Regions from separate parts of the Gossypium hirsutum genome. Here regions 2 and 3 are each linked to region 1. The links are chromatin contacts, called in public Hi-C maps. All regions are on one chromosome and are shown on one strand. Each heading gives the region's core, a stretch centred on a gene start, on an enhancer-like site or on the middle of the called end of the contact. The rest is flanking DNA. Distances are from core to core; before and after follow the strand shown. Region 1 holds the start of LOC107914688 (mitochondrial import inner membrane translocase subunit PAM16 like 2). Region 2 holds the start of LOC107914687 (transcription factor bHLH128). Region 3 holds the start of LOC107914684 (pirin-like protein).

Evidence for each region. A called contact is a pair of places that touch in the nucleus more often than the background predicts.
Region 2: a contact with region 1 is called in a Hi-C map of leaf, with 4 times the contacts expected there. The contact joins the promoter of LOC107914687 here to the promoter of LOC107914688 in region 1. A contact is called at or near these places in 15 of 34 Hi-C or Micro-C datasets (anther, callus, cotyledon and 3 more).
Region 3: a Hi-C map of leaf shows a contact between it and region 1, with 1.6 times the contacts expected there. The contact joins the promoter of LOC107914684 here to the promoter of LOC107914688 in region 1. A contact is called at or near these places in 4 of 34 Hi-C or Micro-C datasets (callus and leaf).

What each region holds. Positions count from the first base shown.
Region 1 is chrD10:24,256,429-24,260,510 of Gossypium_hirsutum_v2.1, forward strand. It overlaps LOC107914688 (mitochondrial import inner membrane translocase subunit PAM16 like 2), which reads left to right and starts at 2,087. Exons shown (of 4, transcript XM_016843685.2): 1 at 2,087-2,311; 2 at 3,880-3,967. The coding sequence starts at 2,309.
Region 2 is chrD10:24,072,785-24,077,331 of Gossypium_hirsutum_v2.1, forward strand. It overlaps LOC107914687 (transcription factor bHLH128), which reads right to left and starts at 1,754. Exons shown (of 6, transcript XM_016843682.2): 1 at 1,138-1,754. The coding sequence starts at 1,495.
Region 3 is chrD10:24,005,543-24,009,632 of Gossypium_hirsutum_v2.1, forward strand. LOC107914684 (pirin-like protein) reads left to right here and starts at 1,603. Exons shown (of 7, transcript XM_016843679.2): 1 at 1,603-1,808; 2 at 1,893-1,942; 3 at 2,038-2,076; 4 at 2,150-2,178; 5 at 2,275-2,337; 6 at 2,421-2,524; 7 at 3,000-3,982. The coding sequence starts at 1,705. The coding sequence ends at 3,483.

The DNA of each region.
Region 1 (4,082 bases), core at 837-3,336:
TATAAAATGATCATGATTAAAATTTGCTATAATTATTGTTGAAACTCTTGAAGAGATCAAAATATGTTTCCCCAAAATTCTTCTTTACTCGTGAGTACTTTTAGAAAAATTATGATATGAACATTTAGCAAATCTGCTCAAGTGATCATTTGAAAAACTAGTATTCAAGAATGAAATACGTAGAATCTAAGATATTATGTGATGTTATCATGAATGGGAGTAAATACATTATACTCTTTTTCCCTTAATTGAGGTTTTGCCCCAGTAGATTTTTCGAATAAGGTTTTTAATGAGACAATATGTTATGCGTGTTATAAATATGTATTCTCTTTTTCCTTCACTAAGACTTTTTTTCCCACAAGGTTTTTATCTTAATAAGATTCTAATGAGACATATTATCTTTCGATAGACATCCAATGGAGAGTGTCATAAATATTTTATTATTATAAAGTGGATATCCATTAGAATAAAAAATTTAATATACTTTAGGACTCTAATGTCCATTAGGAGTAAAATTTTATTCCATTTATACTTCTTATGCGTATAAATATAAAATTTGGGGAAGCATTGTAAATATAAAGTACTTATTTCTCTCATAATCTCCTCCTATTTCTTGTTTCTTTACTTTCTTGGGTAAAATACAAAAATGGCATCTAAATTATTGACTTTGTTCTATTTTGGTCACTTAACTATTAATTTTTTCGAGTTCGTCACTAAATTTTTTGAAATTAAATATTTTAGTCACTCTCCCACTATTTGTCGTTAGATGATTGACAGAAAATTGGCATGAATTTTTTTATTGGTTTAATAACAAATTTAACCCTTTAATGTTTATACATTCTATTAATTTGATCCTAAATCTTAAAAAAAAACAACAAATTTAACCTCCAATGTTTACAAAATTTATCTTTTAAGTTCAATATTCAGAAAAGCAAATTATTAAAAAAATTTCATTAAAAAAACTTTGATATATAAAAATATTATTTTATTTAATATAATAATTAAAAACTCATTACCAAATCACTATATAATTACATTTTTCCCTCAATTTTGATTTAAAACATTTTAAAATTAAATTATAAACTTCAATTTTGACATTTTATTTTTAATTTTGTTAAATTTATTAATCACAATTACATCTTCATTTTAAAATTTGGTATCCTTTTTAACTCTGTTAAGAGTAAACATAAATCATACTTCTATACATCATGATTTTTTTTCATCAAATACTAAATTAATTCCTTAGATGCAGGCCATGGCTGCAATCTCAGTTTGTTTGAAAAAGCGGCAGTGGAAATCAAAACGTCTCTATTACGGGCCGAGTAAATCCGTGGAGACTTTGCACAGTTACGCAGGCTGTAATCTTTTCTACTGGTTACACTTTATAGTCAAATGGGCAACTTCTTTGTGTTGCAAGGTGAAAGAATGCATACTCGAGCCGACATCACTTTCCATCTTCGACACTCTCAGCGTGACCTTTTGGGTGCTAACCTATGACAGAATTATTATCCTTACATTTATTACTTATTAGTACTTTAACATATATTAGTTAAGTTTGAGAAAGCTATGGGAAGTGAGCTACGGAGTAATATTCGTACCTAGTGGTGAAGACAGCTACACAATAACAATCCAGAAGAGCAAGAAGGTGGTTGTTGAGAGTAAAAATGCTAAATTTATTGATTTTTTTTAAAATATTGTTGAATAAATTTGTTGAGTTTTTTATATATATATATTGATAAAAATGTGTAAATATTATAGAGTTAAATTTATTATTAAGCTAATAAAATAACCCACATCAACTCCTCCATCACTTATCTAACTACGACTTAGGGGGAGTGAATAAAATATTTAATTTCAAAAATTGTAGTGATTAAATTAAAAAATTAATAATTAAATAATTAAAATAGTTAATGATTATTTTTGTACTCTACCCTTCTTTCTACAACATTTTGAAATTGTTTAGCAGAATTTTCATTGTTGGATTCTAAATCCAAAACATTTGGGCTTTCTCTCATCGATAATGCAATTTAGCCCAAAAACAACTTGGGTTTCTTCCATAAATAATCATTAAAAAAAAGGAAAGAATCTAACAATTCCAGGTTCCGTAGAAGGTATGGGAGTCGCATAAACTTTCTTAAAAAAGACCCCCGAAAAAGACTGCTTCGCTTTCTCGAATTTTCCTTCTCCGTTTATCCCTTTCTCTAAATTTTCTTCCGATAGAAATTAATTTTGTTTTCCCCTTTTTCTTCGGGGTAAAAAGAACCTTTTTCTCATATAAATCATTGATTAGCTCGAATTTCGATCCATTATGGTACGTTTCTCTATTACCCTTCTCTAATATTTGATCTAATGAATCAGTTGCATGATTTTTCTTCTCTTTTTGTATTTCATTTCGATGAATTATTGTTAAATACAGACAATTATAATGGAACAGAATGTTAAAAATGCTCTTTCTGAATGTTTGTTTGGATGTTTTTAGTTTGCTTGTAAACTTTTAGGTAATTCAGATTCGTGATGCAACAATAACTTGGTTAGTAATTTCCTGATAATCTGCTACAGAAGTTATGGATGTTATTGTCTTGGACATAATCTTGTTTCAAGTTAAAATGATCTGGTTCAACTTTTTGCTCTCTTTTAGTATCAATTTGAATTTCGGTTTTTGATTTTGCAAGCGAGTAATGTAATCCGAAAGAGTAGGTCAGTTTACAGGGTGTAGTCGAGCTCAAATCATTCGAAACTCGATCTGAAATGCAAGGCTCAACGCTCAACTTGAGTTTGATTGAATTTTGCTTTTATAGCTGAAGCAATTTGAGATAATAGTCGAACTGGATGAGCTTACTCAATTAAAGTAAAATATAAGCTCAGTTTCTATACTCAAGTTTGGATTTGAATTGAAACATTTAATAGTAATTAAAAAGAAAAAGCTCGATTAAGCTCTTAAACTACTCGAGTCAAATACTCAAATTGAGCTCTTTCACTAGCTCAAGATTTGGTCAAGCTGAATTCAAGTTTTTTCAAGCTGAGGCCAAACAGCTTTTGTAATACAAGTGTTTCTTTTGCTCTCTTAGATCTACTAAGGTTGGAGCTTAGTTTTTAGTGCTCTTAAAACCTAAAACTTGAGTGGTTTTGCTTGTTGTGTATGTCACTTCTTGCTTCAATGTCTCTATCTATCTTTCTTTTCTTAATTTTGATGTTATAGGGTGTCTCTGTTTTTGTTTGCTATAGTTTGTCATAGGCATCAGCTTCCTTAGTTTTGGACTCTATATTCATTTTATTTTTAAGAATCCAAATGGATCCCAATTCCCAAATGAGTCTAGTTACATTAGGTTTTAAATAGGTTTAATGCTTAGTTTTCCCAAACCACCAAATCGGGCATTAAAGTGAGTTGTTGTTGGAATGATTAGGGTAGCATCATTATTCTATCAAGCCATACAAGTTCATTGCTAGTTATAGCAGTGATATTTCTTAAATTATAGGTGATGCAAGTCACGAATGTGTTCAACCTGAAAGTGATCGAAGGACAAAATAGAGGTAACAATATCTTACATTGAACCACAGACATGCAACTTTCAATTGAAAGAATCAGTTCCAGATAAAATTAAATTCTAAACAAGGTTTTAGGAAGTTTGCAGTAAGCTTTATTGAGCTGTCTTGTGGTTCTTTCTCTGTGTTCTGGTTCTATTTAAGTGTTGTCTGGTGTCTTGATTTTAAGAATTCTGGAATTTGAAATACTGTCTTCTTGCTTGATAAAACTATTCAGGGAAGAGAGAATGTTGCAATGGGTGAGTGTAAAATAGTTAAAACTTTACATTTTCTTTTTAGGCTTTTTTCCTTTGTATTATCATTCTTCTTTGCTTATCCGTATATCTTTAAATGTAGGCTGCGAAGATTCTTGCCAACTTAATTGTAATGGGCTCAGGTATATTGGCTCGGGCCGTTGTTCAGGCATACCGTCAAGCACTTTCAAGTTAGTTCTTTACTGCAGTACTATTATTCCATGTACATAATGTTAACTTTGCTTGAACATTAGGAGCTTGCTTTTAAAAATGGAGCAATTGTATGGTATAATCATCCAAGCAGAC
Region 2 (4,547 bases), core at 504-3,003, 180 kb before region 1:
GATTAAAAGCGTAAACTACAACACCCCATGTTGAAATACACTTCTTTGCTTCAAAGTGCCTTTGTCTTTTGCAACATTTAGCTTTTTAACTATACAGTCTAAAGATAGATCAAAAAGAATAGTATAATTTTATATCATTTCAACTTTTTAGTTGTGCATAAAAGTTATTTAAAACTTACTAAAAAAGTTAAAAAAATTTATTAGTAGTATCAAATATTAATTCATCTATTTAAAAAATAATTATCAGCAAAGTTTAAGAAGCTAATGTGTATTTTTAATGTAATTTAAAGATACTTGATAAGTTCTGTTTAAGGTTGAGAAAAAATTATCGAAAAAACAAAAATCAACCCAAACCGATTAATTGGATCAAACCAAATCAAATTCTATTTTTATTTAATTTATAATTAATTAATTTTTTTCTTATGATGTAAAAATAAATATTTTATATTTAAAATTACAAAATTATTTTTTAAAAATACCATATAAAATTTCTTGATTACTTTTTATTTGTTTGAAAATTTATTTTTTTCGTAAAAATATTCATGAAGAAAATATTAAAACTTTATGAGTGAAAAAAAATCATAAAACAAACCCTATTTTATAAAATTAAAATTGAAAGCCGGAAATTCAAATTCAGTATTAAAAACGCACTTTGACAAGCTAGTAATTTTTAAAAAAAATGGAAATAACCCAGTTTTGCTTTGCTTCATTCAAGAACTAAAACGTTTAATCAAAATTGAAAATGGACGTTGAAATATAACATTTTGGAGATTAATAATTATTAAAGACAACAAAGTAAACTAGATTAGGATTAATAAAAATAAATTTGCAACGGTAAATCATGAGTTACATAAGACACCAAATCAAATTAAAGCAATCTTTTCTTTAAAGGTGAGATTCATTATTACTCTAATTTTCGTAATTAAATTGAATAGAAAGTGACATTCGGGTCAACTTAAACATTTCGTCAACGCTTAGCATAATAATGCCGGTGAATTATTCAGGCCAAGGAAAGCCACCAATCAAAAGGAAAGGAAGTCATAAAAGTCAAAAATACCCCTAAGTAGATAATGATTAATCAGATAAACAAGGACAAAACGGTCGCTTTCAAAGGGAAAAAAAGGGAGGAGGCGTTACCGTTTTCCGATGTGAGGTGACTAAGGAAACCGGCGGGGGAGCTGCGTTGTCTGAGCAGAGAGGAAGAAGAAGGTGCAGGGTAAGATCCATGGGGATGATGCGGAGGAGGATGAGGAGGAGCAGGAGCAGCAGCAGCAGCTGATTTAGGCTCTCGCGGATCGTTGGATGAGCTGACTTTACAAGTTGACTCTGATGTTAAAGAGGAGGAGTCAGCGGCGGAGAAGTAGTGGCCGACGAGGTTAGGGTCCGCTCCGATGACGGAATCAACGGCGTTGGCCAGAAAGGAGCCGGGAGCAGAACCGTAACGGGTGAGGCCGGATTGACCCATGGGCTTTTGAGACGAAGATGATGGATACATGGCTTTGGTAGCGTGGAGAAATGGAAGAACTAGGAAGGGAAATTATATAAGTTAAAGGAGAAATCTTCTTTTTTTCAAAGCTCAAAGGAGTACATAAAAATGGAGGGATGGTTTGGATGCTTGATGGGGAAATGTCGTATGGAGGTTTTGCTTCCATCACACGGTGGTGATTTTTGTTACGTCACCACAACTAAATTGTTTTTTAGTTCTTATCTGAGTTGGCATAATTCACGTGCTCTTTGATTTTCTTTTTTTGTTCTCTTGCCGAGTTGGACTATTGTTGATTTTATTATTAATGACATTAAATAATTTTATTGCCAAATTTTGATTGGAGTCTCACTCTAATAAAATTATTTTATTATTTTATATTATAACTACATCCAATTTTTATTTACTTTAATTTCTCGTAATTTATAACAATTAATAACTTAATCTAATCTCACCAATTTAATCCCTCCACTTTTGCTAATTTGTTGTCCATAAATTCTTAAATTATTGGTCTTTACTAATTTTGTATATATAAATTGTTCAACTACTGATTTTTAAGTTGGCGAGGCAAATCTAAGGGGTAGGTAACCCAAAAATAACAACAACAATAAAAAGATTTTCAATGTAATCCCCTTATCAGTAAAGAAATTAAAAATTGATACATATAAACTTATATTTTAGTCTATAAAAAAATTATAATTAAATCTCGGCACCTGCTAATTTTGCTATTCGCTCTTGTTTAAAAGTTTTCATAAAGACCGCATTCTAACAAATTAATAAAGGAGCTATCAATTTTCAACTTTATAAATGAAAATAGAATCCATTTTATGTAGAAAATTTCATTAGTCTTACAAAGTAAATAAATTTAATGGGCAAAAAAGTAATATTTAGATGTATATTCTAATTGTTAATTCATTTTTCACAACAAATATCATTTGCATATAAAATAAACTTTACATGTTAATAATAACTAGTATGGTTTCCAACTCATGCTCCGCATTGGGTTCATTGATTTTGAACTAGTTAGTTAAAATTTAAAGGTTACAACATTCTCTAAGTTTCTATACTCTTTGTATATTTGAAATTTAATATCTATTTTTTAAAGAATTTAGTTCCTTTATTTTTCAAACATAAAATTCAGATTCAATTATCAACACCATTAATATTCTTCTGTTAAATTTGTTGGCGTGACATTATAAACTTAGAACTCGATAATCATGTCACAAAAAATGGACTTGAATTTAACAAATAATTTAACGATGTTAACGATTCTTTAAATTTACGTTAGCATTTTGATTAGAATAAAATATTTAGATTAACTAATGACATTATAAATGTTGAGACACTAAATTATATAAAAAATTCAAATATAAAGATCGAATCTCAAATTTTAACATAGTATAGGGACCATATCTGAAATTTGACTATTTTTATATAATTAAAAAGTAGAAGGAACCAAAATTGAAAATTAAGAATGTCAAAAATGAAAAAGAGAGTGTCAAAAAGAAGAGGGACCAAAATTAAAAATTAACCATTTTTATTAAGAATGTAAAAAAGAAGAAAGTGCCTGGTGTCTAGAAAGAAAGACTTTAGGGCTTTCCATATATAGTAGTGTATATTTTTGGTAATATTTATTTATTTTTAAAATATACATACATTTATATATTTAAAAACAGTCAAATCAACAAGTATTCATGAATCAGTGTTAGAGGTGCTCATGGGCCGAGCGGCCCGGCCAGGCCCGATGGCCCGCCCAAAATATTTGAGGGTTCGGGTAAAAATATAGGCTCGAAATATGAGTTTGGGAAAAAAAGAGGCATGTTTAGAAAACGGGCCGGGCCTCGGGCACCACTTTTTTGGCCTGAGCTCGGTCCGGACCGACCTGAATATAATAAATATTTTTTTATTTTTTATTTTTTATTTTTTAATTTTAAAATACTTTTTTTATTTTTATTTTTAAAATATTTTTTTGTATTTATTAAAAAATAGGCCGGGCTCGGGCTTAGAAAATTTTTCGGGTCAGGTCTGGACAAAATTTTAAGTCCATGTTTCGGGCCGGGCCGGGCCCGAGCCTAAGATGCGAGTCAATTTTTCTGGGCCCGGCCCATGAACACCTCTAATCAGTGTATATAAAAGAATCAATATTAATTCATGTATCATCATTTTAAATAATTAAAAAAGAGAGTAGTATTGATAAAATATTTTTCCCTAAAAGAGAAAATCTTTTAGAGCTCCTTCTCCACTCTAAACTCATGAATTAGTATCTCTACTTAATTTTGGTTGAAAATCATCCATTTCTTTAATTAAAAGAAATATAATCTAATTACCCACATATAATTGAGCATTCATAATCTTATATAGAAAAAATGGTGTTCCCAAGAAGCCAAAACAAATGGAAAGGGGGACCATATCATACATTGAATTAAACCTAACTTATGAGAAAGTTGAGTTAACCTAGCAAGCATTCTATTTTTTTATTCATTCATTAACAAACATCCCCATTTTTTTACTACCAAGTGGACTCACTACTACCTTTCCCATTGGACAAAATAATTAGAAATAAAGATAACATTAACAGAAATCTTGTGTTTGGAAAAATAGTTGTCTATTTATGTCACGGTCCAATGAAATTTAAGTGCATGTGATGGTACTTTGACAACTATAAACCAATCAAAACTTCACAATCTTGGAGGAACTTTCCTTTAACAATTTCAACTAATTGGTTGACCATTTCAAACTACTAGCATATAAGATACCATTTCAATCATCACACCAGAAATTCATTTTTTAGACTCCTTCCAATTTTTCATTTCTATATCTATCATCCACAAAAATCTCCAAATCACTTTGGTAATAAATTTACACAGAGTCTTAGCTTGATTAGTATGAGTATTATTATCAATGCAGGAGGATATGGGTTCGAGTGTGCTGAAGACCATTATCCTCCTATTTATAGATTGGGGAGAGGCTATGGGTAGTTCTAGACATTGTGTCAAAAAAAAAGACAGATATGATCAGAATCTATAACTTATAATAAAATTATTCAAATAAAGAAAATTTATAG
Region 3 (4,090 bases), core at 353-2,852, 250 kb before region 1:
GGTCCAAATTACACCCTCGGCCTACAAGGGTCACGTGCCAAAAACCGGCTTACCTCAAGTATGTTTCGATCAATGGTGATGGAGGACCGGGTAGATTACAAATATGACATTGTAAATTTCGATCTTCCGCCTATTTACATAAAAATTATAACAAAATTAAGTTAAAATATAACAATGAAATAAAAAATTAAAATTTATTCTTACCATTTACAATTGGTTGACGGAGATGTGCTTGTTATCAAGACGGATTAAAGACCTAGCCATTGCTAAATTATATTGAACACGAACAAATTTTTAATAAAAAAATTATTTATTGAAAATATTAATAAAAAAATAAAAAATAAAATTTAGATAAAAATTTAAGAGAGAATTTGAGAGATTTTTGAGAGATTTAAGAGATAACTGTGAGAAATGTGAATGAGAAGAAAGTGTGTAGGGGGAATTATAGTTTTTTTTTTTACCTTGGGGAAGAGGGGCAACGACTATTTGAAATAGCCGTTGGAAGTGACCGTTGGGGGGGAAGGGAAACACGTTGACCTGGATGCGTTTTCCTTTAGCGCGCTGACCTGACCACGTTTTATTGGTCAGGGAAAAAAAGCGCTGAGCTGGATGCGCTTTTCTGATTTTCTCCTGAAAATGACACCAGTTGGACGTGTTTTTGTATAATAGGCCTATTTCCGTAAGTTTCAAAAAAAGTGGCCTATTTCTATAATTTTTTTAAAAAATGGGTCTTTTTTGGTATATTAATCTGTAAATAATTATCTATTTGGGATAATTTTATTATTCAATAAAAAATTAATTTTCTTCTATTTTATAGATTTTAATCTTAGTATTCAAATTCAATTCATCATCAAAATTTAAAAACATTTAATTAATAAATAGTTAAATAAATAAAATTACTTAATTAAATTAAATCGATAAATTAACTCCTTTAAATCCAATTGAAGCAAGCCAAGCATAAAATGGCACATGACAAGATGACTCAGTTGGCCAATCTATATTATATGTAAGGCTGCTATAATAATAATGATAAAAGAAGGTGTTTAAGAAAGAAAAAAAAAAAGTCAAAATGATAAGGTTTTGTTTTTTATAAACAAATACAGCGCAATGCATAGGTATGAAAGATGTCATTCAATTATTATTATTATAAAGTGAAAAAGGATGAGTCCTTTTTCGGCTTATGTGTTTTTGGCAAATATACCATCAAAACCCCTAAATTATATCATCTTATTCAATTTTCATCCAATTCTATATCTTATGGTAAAATCTAAAAAGTTTTCTAATTTTCAAATTGGATTGAAATGATATCCAAGTAATTAATTTATTTTGTGTATATTGATACTATTTTAGTGGAGTAAATCAGTAATAAAACTAATCCAAATTCAATCATATATATAAAAAAGATCTAGACAGAAAGATGATGACAAAAGCTTGACATCATGATGATGATTGGTCCAAGGATGGAATGAATGGGTCCCAATGCAAATGTTTCCCCACGCCTCCCTTTCTGTCAGAACCTCCAACCAACCCCATTTTTAACTCTTTCCCTCCTCTTTTTGGGTCTCAATCTCCCAGTTTCACTACTTATATATAAACCCCCCAACATCATTCAAACACATAAACAGAGAGATTGATTGCTTACACAGCAACTCATTCATTGCAGACATCCGCAGAATCATTGTTTAGAAAATAAAAAGAACAATCATGTCTGAAACCTCTTTCGCTCGACCAAGATTGGTCACTAAGAAGTTTCTTCCCAAGCATCAACGCGAGGGTGACGGTGCTGTTGTCCGCAGATGCATTGGAAGGTTTCTTGATTTTTTTTCTTTCTCTTTGCCTTTCTGGGTTTTTATCCTTATTTTTCAAATTTGATTCTTTGTATATGATTTCAGGAGTGAATTGAAGACTTTGGATCCTTTCCTCATGATGGATGATTTTACAGGTATAGCTTCACTAGTGTCCGATATGAGAATACATATATATATATAAGTTCTCTTTTTTGAATTTATTGACCATTTTTGTTTTTATTGTTTGCAGTGTCTCCTCCGGCTGGATTTCCTGATCATCCTCACAGAGGTTCTTTGAAATTTCTTACCATAAATCTGTATCATATTCTTGTGAGGTAAATGTTGTTTGTGGTTTTTTACAGGGTTTGAAACAGTTACATACATGTTACAGGTAAATTTCTTGTTTCATTAATTTCTACAAAAACCACACAAATTGATACTTGAGAAACAACTGACATTTGGGGCCCTGTTTTTTTGTGGATATCAGGGAGGTATCACTCATCAAGATTTTGCAGGGCATAAAGGTACAATTCATACCGGTGATGTGCAGGTAATTATTTTCTCCTTTGAATGATTCAAATGACAGATCTGGTCAAATTTCTGGGTTTTTGATTTATTGGTTGAATGAAGCAGTGGATGACAGCAGGAAGAGGAATAATCCACTCTGAAATGCCTGCTGGAGAGGGTGTTCACAAGGGTTTGCAGCTTTGGATCAATCTCTCATCCCAAGACAAAATGTAAGAAACTTTAATTCGGATTTGACCTTCGCATTTGGGAGCCAATCTATAAATTTACTCTCTCTTTTTTTTCAACCAGCAAATTACCATTTGATTTTGAAGACCATTTTTATGAATAAAGTGAATCTCTTTCAAATATTTTCAGCTAATTAATATGTAATTTGTCTTCCTTGCTTTGACTGGTACATGATGTTTTTAGTTAATACAAATATTACTTGTATTTTATCTATTTATGTAGTTTGTTGAACAATGGATTTTTAAAATAATTCAAGAGATAGATGACAAGTTTGCTTTTTCGGGAAAAGAAAAGGGACAAGTTTTCAAATTACCTGTTTTTATCTGCAAAAGTCATGAAAATTCATCACATCTTCTACAATATTTCCTGTTTAGCAAAATCCCATACTATTTCTATTCATATTTGAAAATACGTCAAACATGAATGTTGAACATGAATATTTTGAAAAAATCTTGCCAGGATTGAACCAAGGTATCAGGAGCTATTAAGTAAGGACATTCCAAGTGCAGAAGAAGAAGGTGTAGAAGTACGAGTGATCGCCGGGGAATCGATGGGAGTCCAATCTCCTGTCTACACCCGAACCCCGGCGATGTACTTGGATTTCAGTTTAAGGCCAAGTACACAAGTTCACCAGCACATCCCAGAATCATGGAATGCATTTGCATACGTAATTGAAGGTGAAGGAGTGTTTGGGTACCAAAACAATTCACCCATACCACCTAACCATATGGCAGTTTTGGGTCCAGGGAATGGTCTAAGTGTGTGGAACAGATCATCAAAGCCATTGAGATTTGTGCTCATTGCAGGTCAACCGTTGAATGAACCAGTGGTTCAGTATGGTCCTTTTGTGATGAACACACAAGCTGAGATTGATCAAACCATTGAAGACTATCACTACAGCAAAAATGGGTTTGAAATGGCTAAGCACTGGAGATCACATTGAGTGATGATACGATTTGAAAAGCCCTTTACCAACAATGACAGCATCCCCAAGGAATAAAAAAAGGGCACCCCATATATATATATATATGTCATTCACTATCTCCATGATAGAGAGAGGTGAGATAGGAGAGCTGAAAAGGAAAGATTTCCTATTCATTGGAGCAAAAAAAAAAAAAAGCTTCTAGAGGTTCAAAGTGCAAGCTGGAGAAGTGTGTGCATATATAGTTCATCACTAAAAGTCATCATGCTGATTTTATGGGGTCATCTTATCTTTAGTTTAATTATATTTTTCAACTAGATTTTTATTATCTTTTCCATTTTGTATTTTTTAAAAATATATATTATGTTTTTTTTAAAAACCCTTTTGGTATATATCTTATGTTTTTTTTTTCTCTGTTGGTGGATATTATGGTAGGGTTTTTTTCTTTTAAAAAACTTTTTTATATGTTGAATTGGATTCTTAATCATATCTATTGCACCAACAGATGACCCTTTCTTCACCTACAATCCAACTGCAAGATCCACTAAGAGGCCGAAGGGGGAAGAGAGTGATTGATTTTGTTTGGTCATGATTTTATTAAATTAAAATTTGAAAGTTAGTGACTGGA